Regions from separate parts of the Zea mays genome. Here region 1 is linked to region 2. A link is a contact called in public Hi-C data. All regions are on one chromosome and are shown on one strand. Each heading gives the region's core, a stretch centred on a gene start, on an enhancer-like site or on the middle of the called end of the contact. The rest is flanking DNA. Distances are from core to core; before and after follow the strand shown. Region 1 holds the start of LOC100193627 (Pumilio homolog 12). Region 2 holds the start of LOC100272717.

Evidence for each region. Hi-C and Micro-C count contacts between places; a contact is called where the count stands out from the background.
Region 1: a contact with region 2 is called in a Hi-C map of ear, with 2.9 times the contacts expected there. The contact joins the promoter of LOC100193627 here to the promoter of LOC100272717 in region 2. A contact is called at or near these places in 2 of 25 Hi-C or Micro-C datasets (bundle sheath and ear).

What each region holds. Positions count from the first base shown.
Region 1 is chr10:13,295,643-13,299,907 of Zm-B73-REFERENCE-NAM-5.0, forward strand. LOC100193627 (Pumilio homolog 12) reads left to right here and starts at 2,150. Exons shown (of 6, transcript NM_001309886.1): 1 at 2,150-2,388; 2 at 2,958-4,265. The coding sequence starts at 3,068.
Region 2 is chr10:12,953,189-12,957,862 of Zm-B73-REFERENCE-NAM-5.0, forward strand. LOC100272717 reads right to left here and starts at 3,333. Exons shown (of 11, transcript NM_001147170.1): 1 at 2,845-3,333; 2 at 2,537-2,611. The coding sequence starts at 3,264.

The DNA.
Region 1 (4,265 bases), core at 900-3,399, 340 kb after region 2:
ATTATCCAGATAGGAACACACGGTGGGGAAGCAAAGCCATTAAAAAAAGCCGGGATAGAATCCATCGGTGCTGCTTCTAAAGTACCAACCGATCGAGGAAGGTACTGCTAATGCGAGAGATTTCACATTCATTTATGTTTTAAGTTTGTGTCTGGTTGAGCTTTTTAAAAAAAACATAATACATCCTAAAATTCGCAGGATACTTTATATTTGCTTTTCGCTCTTGGTGTTTTTTCTATTTTTTAATGAGTGTGAACACAGATACTTGTTTGTTTCACACTTGTTTTAGATATACAGAGAGATCAGAGAGTGGGTAGTAGGTTTTACACCTTGCATGCAGCTTGCACCCAGCTGCAACTTGCAATTTTTTCTACATTCACAATAACTTCTCTCCTACGTGTAAACTAAACAGATCATGATATTAAAGTGTTTAAAACCCCACACAAGATTATATGGCACTTTAGGTTAATATTCTTTTCTCGAGCACCAATCACATGCATATGCATCTGCTACCAAGCTCAAAACACGCGAGATTAATTAATATGTCAATTTGTTTTTTTATCACGTAATAATACATCCTGAAATTCGCAGAATACTTTATATTTTAGGATGGAGATGGAGTAAATAACAAGTGTCTTTAAACAATACGTACAGAGGGCCATATGTTAATTTCTTTATGCAAGCCGGTTTAAGGCATGTTCGTTTTTTCAGGATTGAAATAGGATTCGTTCCAACTCATCAAAATTTATATAAATTAGAGAAGTAATCCGGCTAGGAACCATTCCAGAGCTCCAATCCGTGCAAACCGAACCGGACCTTAGTCGGGGGTTTATTTGTATTTAAAGTAATGACATACCAGTATATTTAAGGGATATTTGAATGCACTAGAGCTAATACATAGTTGGCTACAAAATTGCTAGTAGAATTAGCTAACTAATAAGTAATTTGCTAATTTACTAATAATAGCTAATAGTTGAACTATTAGTTATGGTGTTTGGATGTCTCCAACTAATTTTAGCTACTACCTATTAGCTTTAGTGCATTCAAACACCCCCTTAATGATTTTGCATGTTAAGAGAGATAGATAGTTTCTAGATGAAACGTTGTCACAGTTAACAACACGCGCGTGGGATGGATAACGAGCTAACCCTACTTAAGGTCTGTTCGGTTTCACTCCAATCTCTATGTGGATTTGAGGTGATTTGATAGGTTTAAATCCATAGCAAGTCAACATATCTACTAACTTTTTTAATCTCATCCAATTTATAGGAATAACCGAACAAGGTCTTACTTTTGTCATGTTTTTTTTTATTAAAAATGATATACTACTATTTATCATGGTCTCTTAAGTTATTTGAGACCCAACTTCAAATAGAGCTTGATGAGCCGAGCTAGAGTCAAAAGACACTCAAAATCAATCTATTTTTATTTGAAAAGACTCAACCAGAGCATTTTGATACAAGCAGCCACCGCGGGCACCGGGGAACAGCAGAACACAAAAAGACATAACAATACCGATAACAATACAGTAAAAATCCATCACTAAAATTGTAGCATGAGAGAAAGCAAACATAAAATCATGTTGTAAGATGAAATGCCTTGGCATGTTGTGTAGTGTTTAGCAAGAGAGAAATCTACGAGAAAAAAGTGACTTGGTCCATGCATCACGATGCACTAAAAACAAGTAGAGAAGTGACTATAATACCCTCACCATGGATGACATCCTCGAATCTGTTGTAAACGTGAGTACTGTGATACGGTCACGTAGAATGCGCATCTTAAGGCCAAAGCAATAGGCATATAGGGAAGCCAAAAAAAGTGACTGCAGAATTATCTTTGGTATAATAATATAATTTCTTTCAAAAAAATGGTAGAGAGCAAAAATAGCACTATTCGATTTGTATTGATAATCTCGTATTATTCTCGTTTGAAGAACTTGCGGTTGGGGCTGCATGCAGTCCGTGCATGCTTGCATGGCAGCAGGCTAGTAGCATCATGTCATGTGTCACCCCCCCTCCACGAACTTTTCTGACTGCATGTTGCCCCCAGATGAGATCCCAGCTGCGGAGAGAGCGAGGGGCAGAAGCGTCCACCCGTTCATCACGGAGCCACGAAACAGAACAGGGGGAAGGAAACCAAAGCCCTCCCCGGAAACAAATGCCCCGTCTTCCTCTGCTCTCTCTCCCCTCTCCCTCTCCCTCTCTCCTCCTTTCGTCTCCTTCTCGCGTAAGCCTTGCCTTGCCCTGCCCTCAAAATCCCTCACAAAATCATCACCTCCACCCGCCGCCTCTCCCCCAATTCTCCCCGGCGGCGCGCCCTCCCCGAGGCAACTCGACCGTGCGGCGGCGGCGCTCCGGCTAATGCGCGTGCTCCCCTCAGCCTTTCCTGGTAATCATCTACTACTAACCTCTCTCCCTGTGACGTCTCTTGCCTGGGTCGATCGGGGCCACGTGTGTCTCCGGATCGGTTTGATCGCGCGGTTGTGACCAAGATCGGGTTTTTCGCGGCGGGGCCTTAGGTTCCTGGCGACGCGTTCTCGTGATCGGGGGGGTTTTATCGGGTTTTTTCGCGATCTTGGCGTGTGCGGGTGGGTTTCGTGGGCATCGGATTGCCGTCAGTTTCACCGACCATTTTTTTTGGGGTCATCTTTGCGCGAGCGCAATACGATCAAGGATTCAGTAGCGAAATCTTCTACTCTTGGTTGTTCTGTTCACCGAGAATACTCACGGTTTTCTCTGTGTTCATGGATTCTTTGGGATTCATAGCGCTGGTGTGATCATAGGTACTTTGTCCTCCTTGCCATCTGGACACCAAAATTCTATGGCCATGTGACAATTCCCCGTTTTCGCCAGACACCCTGCTGTCTCCTGCTCTTGTCTTCGTGCCGGATTTCGTACCAACGCTTTCTTTTTTATTTGGTAACGATTTTTTTTGTCATTGTTCCTGTGATCATTTAGGTGATTTTGTGTTATCCGTGCGTCACACGTAACTCTGGGTGCCGTAGTGTTGGTGAAACTACCTGCATTGTGTGATCGAGTTTGGCTTCGTGGACTCTTCTGGTACTGATATGGACGAAGCCCCGGGTAATCAGGACAATCTGCCATTCCTTGGCAACTTCACTGGAGCCATGTTTTATGGGGAACAATCTGCAGGGTGTTCTTCTCTCGAGGCAGGGTGGGTTCCTATGAGTGAAAGGATCCCTGCTCAGCATGATATAGCAATGGCGCGAGGTAACTGGAATGGTCTGGGCATAATGGACAATGCCAATTTGTTTGATGAGCAGGCATTGGTATCTGCATTTGGTAACATGGGATTGAGCCTCACTGGTAATGCTGCTGCTGATTCTTCTGCTCACTCTGGCACTGTTGGATCCAGGGATGGACTCCTTTTTGCAGACTCTTTGTTTACATCGGCTGATTACCCAACAAATCTGCCACATCAGCCAGCGTTTGGTCAAGATGAGTTTGTGCCTTCATATTATACGGTCCACAATGCTGGACACATGAAAACAAAGTTTGGTGCACAAAATCCTCCAATGTACACAGGGATGCATGGCACAGATAATGCGTTTGTGACTAGAACCAATTTACCGCAAGCTTTGTCTTTCCAGCAACATCATATTATTGATACGCAGCCACAGACATATGCACCTTGTTATCAGCAGATGGACTATAAATTTAAGCGGCATGATATCGATGCCGAGACGAATTTTTTCATGCAGCCACAGTATCCTTATCAGCAATATCCACAGGCTGCTGATGTTCATTGGATCAATAGCAATCAGTATGGTGTTATCAACTCATCAGACAAGTATGCAGCTGCGCCTCACCGTGGAGTGCCTACTGTTCGTCATCTGGGACATGGCAGTCCTGATATCTACAGGAATGGTGCTGTAATTCCTAATGGAAGTAACCGACGGGGTTTGACACATGTGAATAACTGTCCTTTTATAAGTTATCCTGACTGCTTATGTGAAACCTGTGAATATTGTCAGATTCATCTATCTGAAAATCTCAAACGTTCATTTGCGCTCAGACATACACCCAAATGTTCATCAGACGATTGCATCTCTGATAAAGCGAAAAGTTCACCGTCATCCTTGGATTCTGTGGCCATGAAATCTGCCCAACTGCCCTATAGTTCAGTTGATGAAGTTGTTGGGGAATTGTACCACTTGGCGAAGGATCAGAATGGTTGCCGTTTCCTCCAAAGGATATTTATTGAAGGTTCTCGAGAGGATGCTCGAAAGGTCTTTGATGGTGTAA
Region 2 (4,674 bases), core at 2,083-4,582:
CCGGTACAGTCAGAAACCTCAATTTGTTTTTCTTTATAGGGGGGGGGAGGTGTGGTGCTGAAGACAACTTAAGTGTAAGGTGGATATAAATGGAGATATGGACTATATGTCCATTGCCCAACACTAGCCTGTACATCTTCAAATGAAAGAGCATGTATGAACACCCTGTATTTATTCAGATCGAATGCAGTAATGGTGTGGAGTTCCATGCGATGAGATCGTCATCCAAAAACATGGAACAGGGACGTGAAGACCCTGTGTTTCTTCAGAGCGAATGCAATAGTGACGTGGAGTTTCAATTCCTGAGATTGTCATCCCAAAACGTGGATCAGGGATGAAGTGGGTCAATGCCTGGGTTGATGCTTAGGATGCAGTTGGGACGTCATCATGTTGACAACCAGGACATTAGGATCCATGAGGGCAAGTGGGTTCGTGAAGTTGACAAGGCTGCCAATGTGCCAATGCAGGAGACAAAGACAACCATGGCCATGGCAGCACAACAGCAGCGGCAGCAATTTCAGAGGTCAAGAGCTAGTGCCAAAGGAATGATGTCATATGTGACTGATTTGTCGTTCTCTGGTGCTAGCTGATGGCTGGTGGCAAGAGATTTCGAGCAGCGGAGACAGTACACTTCAGGTAAGGAGAGAGAAACAAGGAGAAGAGAGACGGTGGCGGCTGGTTGGGTTTACATGTGGAGCAGCCAAGGCTCAGGATTAGGGCTGTTTTGGGGGCTAAATGGGCCAGGAAATGAAAGCTCAATAGTAGTGTTACCGTAAATGGATGTGTAGTTTGTTTACATACTGTTTAAACACTGTCTGTTTAACCAACCGTTTATCCCGTTTAACTGACCATGCAGCCCGTTTAATTGGCCATGTAGCCCAAATAAAGACGCTAAATGATAGGTGTCCAACTGTTTAACTCTTAGTGTTTAGGTGAACATTGCTCAATAGTTTGTCTATCCGTCAGTGCCTTTCAGGCTTACCATACTTTTACTTAGTTATTTTTAAGCTGTGATGCTATAAAAATTACTTAATTGTTGTACACATGATTAACTGATGAACGAGGGCCGTTCAGGACGGTCCCAGAAGTAATTCCTTCATGTTACCAGTGCTGGCTGAGCTTAGATTTCAGGACTATAAGCCGTTTATGTCAGTTTATTTGTTACAGATTCAACTGTACTATCTTCAATTAAAAGGGAAAAAACTATGGTGGCATGGTGCACAAGAGAACAAAATGGAATAGCACGTCCAAACATCACATTGTATCAATGCCAAAGAATTTGATAGGCTCATATTTATCAATGAAATCACGGGCAAAATCAAGGCACAATTATGCCGATTGGACAATTACTCAAGTTTTTTAGATGAATTGCGACCTGGCTGAACTTGGGGGTAAGAACAATGATACAAAAGATTTTTTTAATCCTATTCTAGGCACTTGTTCATAACAATAGGTGATGATCCTACATCGTGCGAGTTCAATACTAGTTACTATACATCAGAATTGAATGAATGGGTGGCAAATATAGCATCTAAGTGCAAGGATATAGTACAAGCATATGCATGTTACTAAAACACCGCCATATAAGCTGCAAAAATGGAATTAAAGGTGCATTGGCAAATAACACATCATCCAATCTGATCTCTAAACAACATAAGGAAGTTGAAAGCATCCAGATGCCTCGAGCAGTGGAAGAACTTCCTTGACTTGAGGCAAACATGGGCAATAAGCTCCCCCTCATCTTTGTAATGTACATTATGTTTCCACTAATTGGCTTGAAAGTTTCAGGCCAATTAGTGCAAACAATGGACATCACAAAGGAGAGGAAGGGGTAAGCTCCTGGCTCGGCTGGGGTCAAGAAACAAGGTCGAGGTCGCTGCTTTCTATACTATTTTACAAGGAAGGATCGAAAATGACCATGTGTACCTGGGTCTGGATCAACATTTCAGGTCAAGTATGCTTGAAAGTTTAGACTATGTAGACCTTTCGTACTTGGAGTGTGTTGGGATTGTCCCCATAGTTTGCCACAATATAGTTGTGGCAAGCAAAAAATACATATAATGTTTTCTTCGCCAGAGATTTGGCACAAATTGCTGCTAAAAGCTGAAGGAAAACCTGTGGCATGCCAGACCTATTGCAAGCTTAGGAAGCCATCCAAACACAAAGCTAAGCTTTGTAGCAACCTGTGGTCAGTTGCGGAGCAATCCAAACAGACCCTTAATCCATGATATTTTTGTCTGGCCTGCTCCAAATTCCAAATTTACTGGTAAGCTCAACCACTGTTGTTGAAGAACAACATGTGTACAGCACACTCTAACTGACCCCCTAACCGGCCTACATTCACCCACTCCGGACACAACAACCAAACCATACCAAAAAAATCGTGCACTCGCAACAACAAGCACAAGAAAATAAAGTCTCCACTCCAGACGTCTTCCACAGTACGAGGGAGTTGCCAAATTTAGATCAACATGCAAGCACAAAAAGCAGGAGGGACACATCGCACATGCAGCAGCGAGAGTAGAGGGCCAGTCACCTGATCATCATCAGGAGAAGATGCTTTATTGCTGCTGCTGTTGCTCCCGCTGCCGTTGCTCCCGACGCCTCTCACCTGCACACAGAAACGCGAGGTCACAAACACAGAGATCAAACAAAAATAGAGCAAAATTTGGCTACATTCTAAGTACCCTTGCCACAAGCACAAACGACCAAACCCCAACTCGACATCAGAAGAACCACCACTCGAAACCCCCTAAACCCCAAAAATCCCATCGAAAACAGAAAAGAGAGCTCTATTAGTATTTATTACCAGACCATGCCCAAGTCCAAGGCAGAGGGGCATACCCTACTAGTCTTCTTCTTCCTCGCAGGGTGGTTGAACTTGCACTTCATCCCGAAGCGGCAGGTGCCGAACTTGAGGTAGTAGCTGCAGTCCGGCTCCCCGGGCCGGCGCGGGAACCGCACCTTCACATCCACCGCCCCAGTCGGCGCCGGCGCCGGCGCCCGCGGCTTCTCGCCGGCACCCTCATCACCGCCGACAAGGACATCGGCCGGGATGGGGACTGGTACGGGGCCATCGTCCCATCCCGATGGCTCGGGGAACCCACCGGCGACGGCGATGCCCAGGCCGGCGAGCTGCTTCTCGATCGCGTCCGCGTCGGCCGCGTCGCCGCCGCCGCCGCCTAGGGAGGAGGGGGAGGAGATCGAGGCATCCGGGGATGCCGCGGCGTCGGGCGGCTGGGACTTGGCGTCGGCGTCCGCCATTGGAGCCGATGAGAGAGAGGAGAGGGGTAGTGATGGCGACGGTGATGGGGACGAGTGAGAGAGAGCAGGTGGGGAAGCAAAGCGAAGTGGGGAGAAAACCTACAGAAAGAGGAGTCTCGGACGGGGACAGCGCGTCGGGGGACAGGTAAAACGGTAAAAAAAAGACAGAGAGAGAGGGGCGCTCCTCTTTTACCGCGCCTTGTATGTCTGAAAAGACCCGCTATTATTTTCGTTACTTGCACTTTCAGAGCTACGGGGACTCAACTCACAGTAATAAGTGGCCCGGCCTCCAAGGGTGGTTTTGATATTTCGAAGAGATCCGGGTAGTGCGGTGCAAAAACCCAGGAATAGGGAGCGCGAGTAGCGCGCATGTGACGGAAGCCCAGTGCGTCTGACTAGCGTGCGACTGCTAGCGCTAGGGCCCACGCGGCGGTCAGACGAGGGGGAGACCGACGACGAGTGACGGTGGGAGATGATGCATTGACGATGACCATACCAACCCCACGACCACGAGGCGAAACCAGGCATGGTCACGGAGGAACGCCATACGAGCAGCATGCAAATTATTTTCTGGCCGTTATCTGAGTTCAAATTCGCCTAAAAGATTAAATTCATACTTACTCTATTTTGAATATTCGATACCATAAATAAATATACCAATATCTGAATATGTTTCTGATGCTGGTATCCATTTATACCATGTTTAATATATCTATCTAATCTAATATATCTATATCTGAATCTGAATATAAATAGACAAATAAAACTGTAATATCTATAATATCAGTTTATATCCTGTCGGTTTACGACCATTGATACGAGGACACCAACGACAACAGATGGATACCCGTTAACATCAGTCTGCAGCTAACAAATCGTCACTGCAGTTATGGGAACGAACGTAGAGTACAAAATAAGGAATAGAAAACAAATGCACAAATAGAAAAAAAACGAAAAGTAGAAAACTCTAGAAGTTGAGAACATAGTAATAAAGACTTTAGGGTGTCTGAATTACAGAAACAAAAATGTCACACGGGTCCAAGAAGCAAGGTTACATGCTTCAAAGCTTGAGAAAACGTCCTAAGAAATATTTCCTTGGATGCTTCTTTTTCCATGATTTGTGAAGCTAAGGCTAGCCTTATCTCCGAAAAAGGTTTCAAATATCAAATTGAGAAAACATTCTTAAAGAATCATTTCTTAGATCTTTTGTTTTCGTTTACAAATTCTCCACTCCAAACAAGGGACATATTCGTAGATTCCAAACTACATCGATGAAATATGGTGATATCTTTTTCCAACCTGTATTCCTCCGTATCAAAGTCTACTTTCTTTCTCTTGGAGGTCAAGGTTATCTGTTACACCTAGATTTAAAGTTAAATCTAGGCGTGAATCAAATATATGTTATGATCA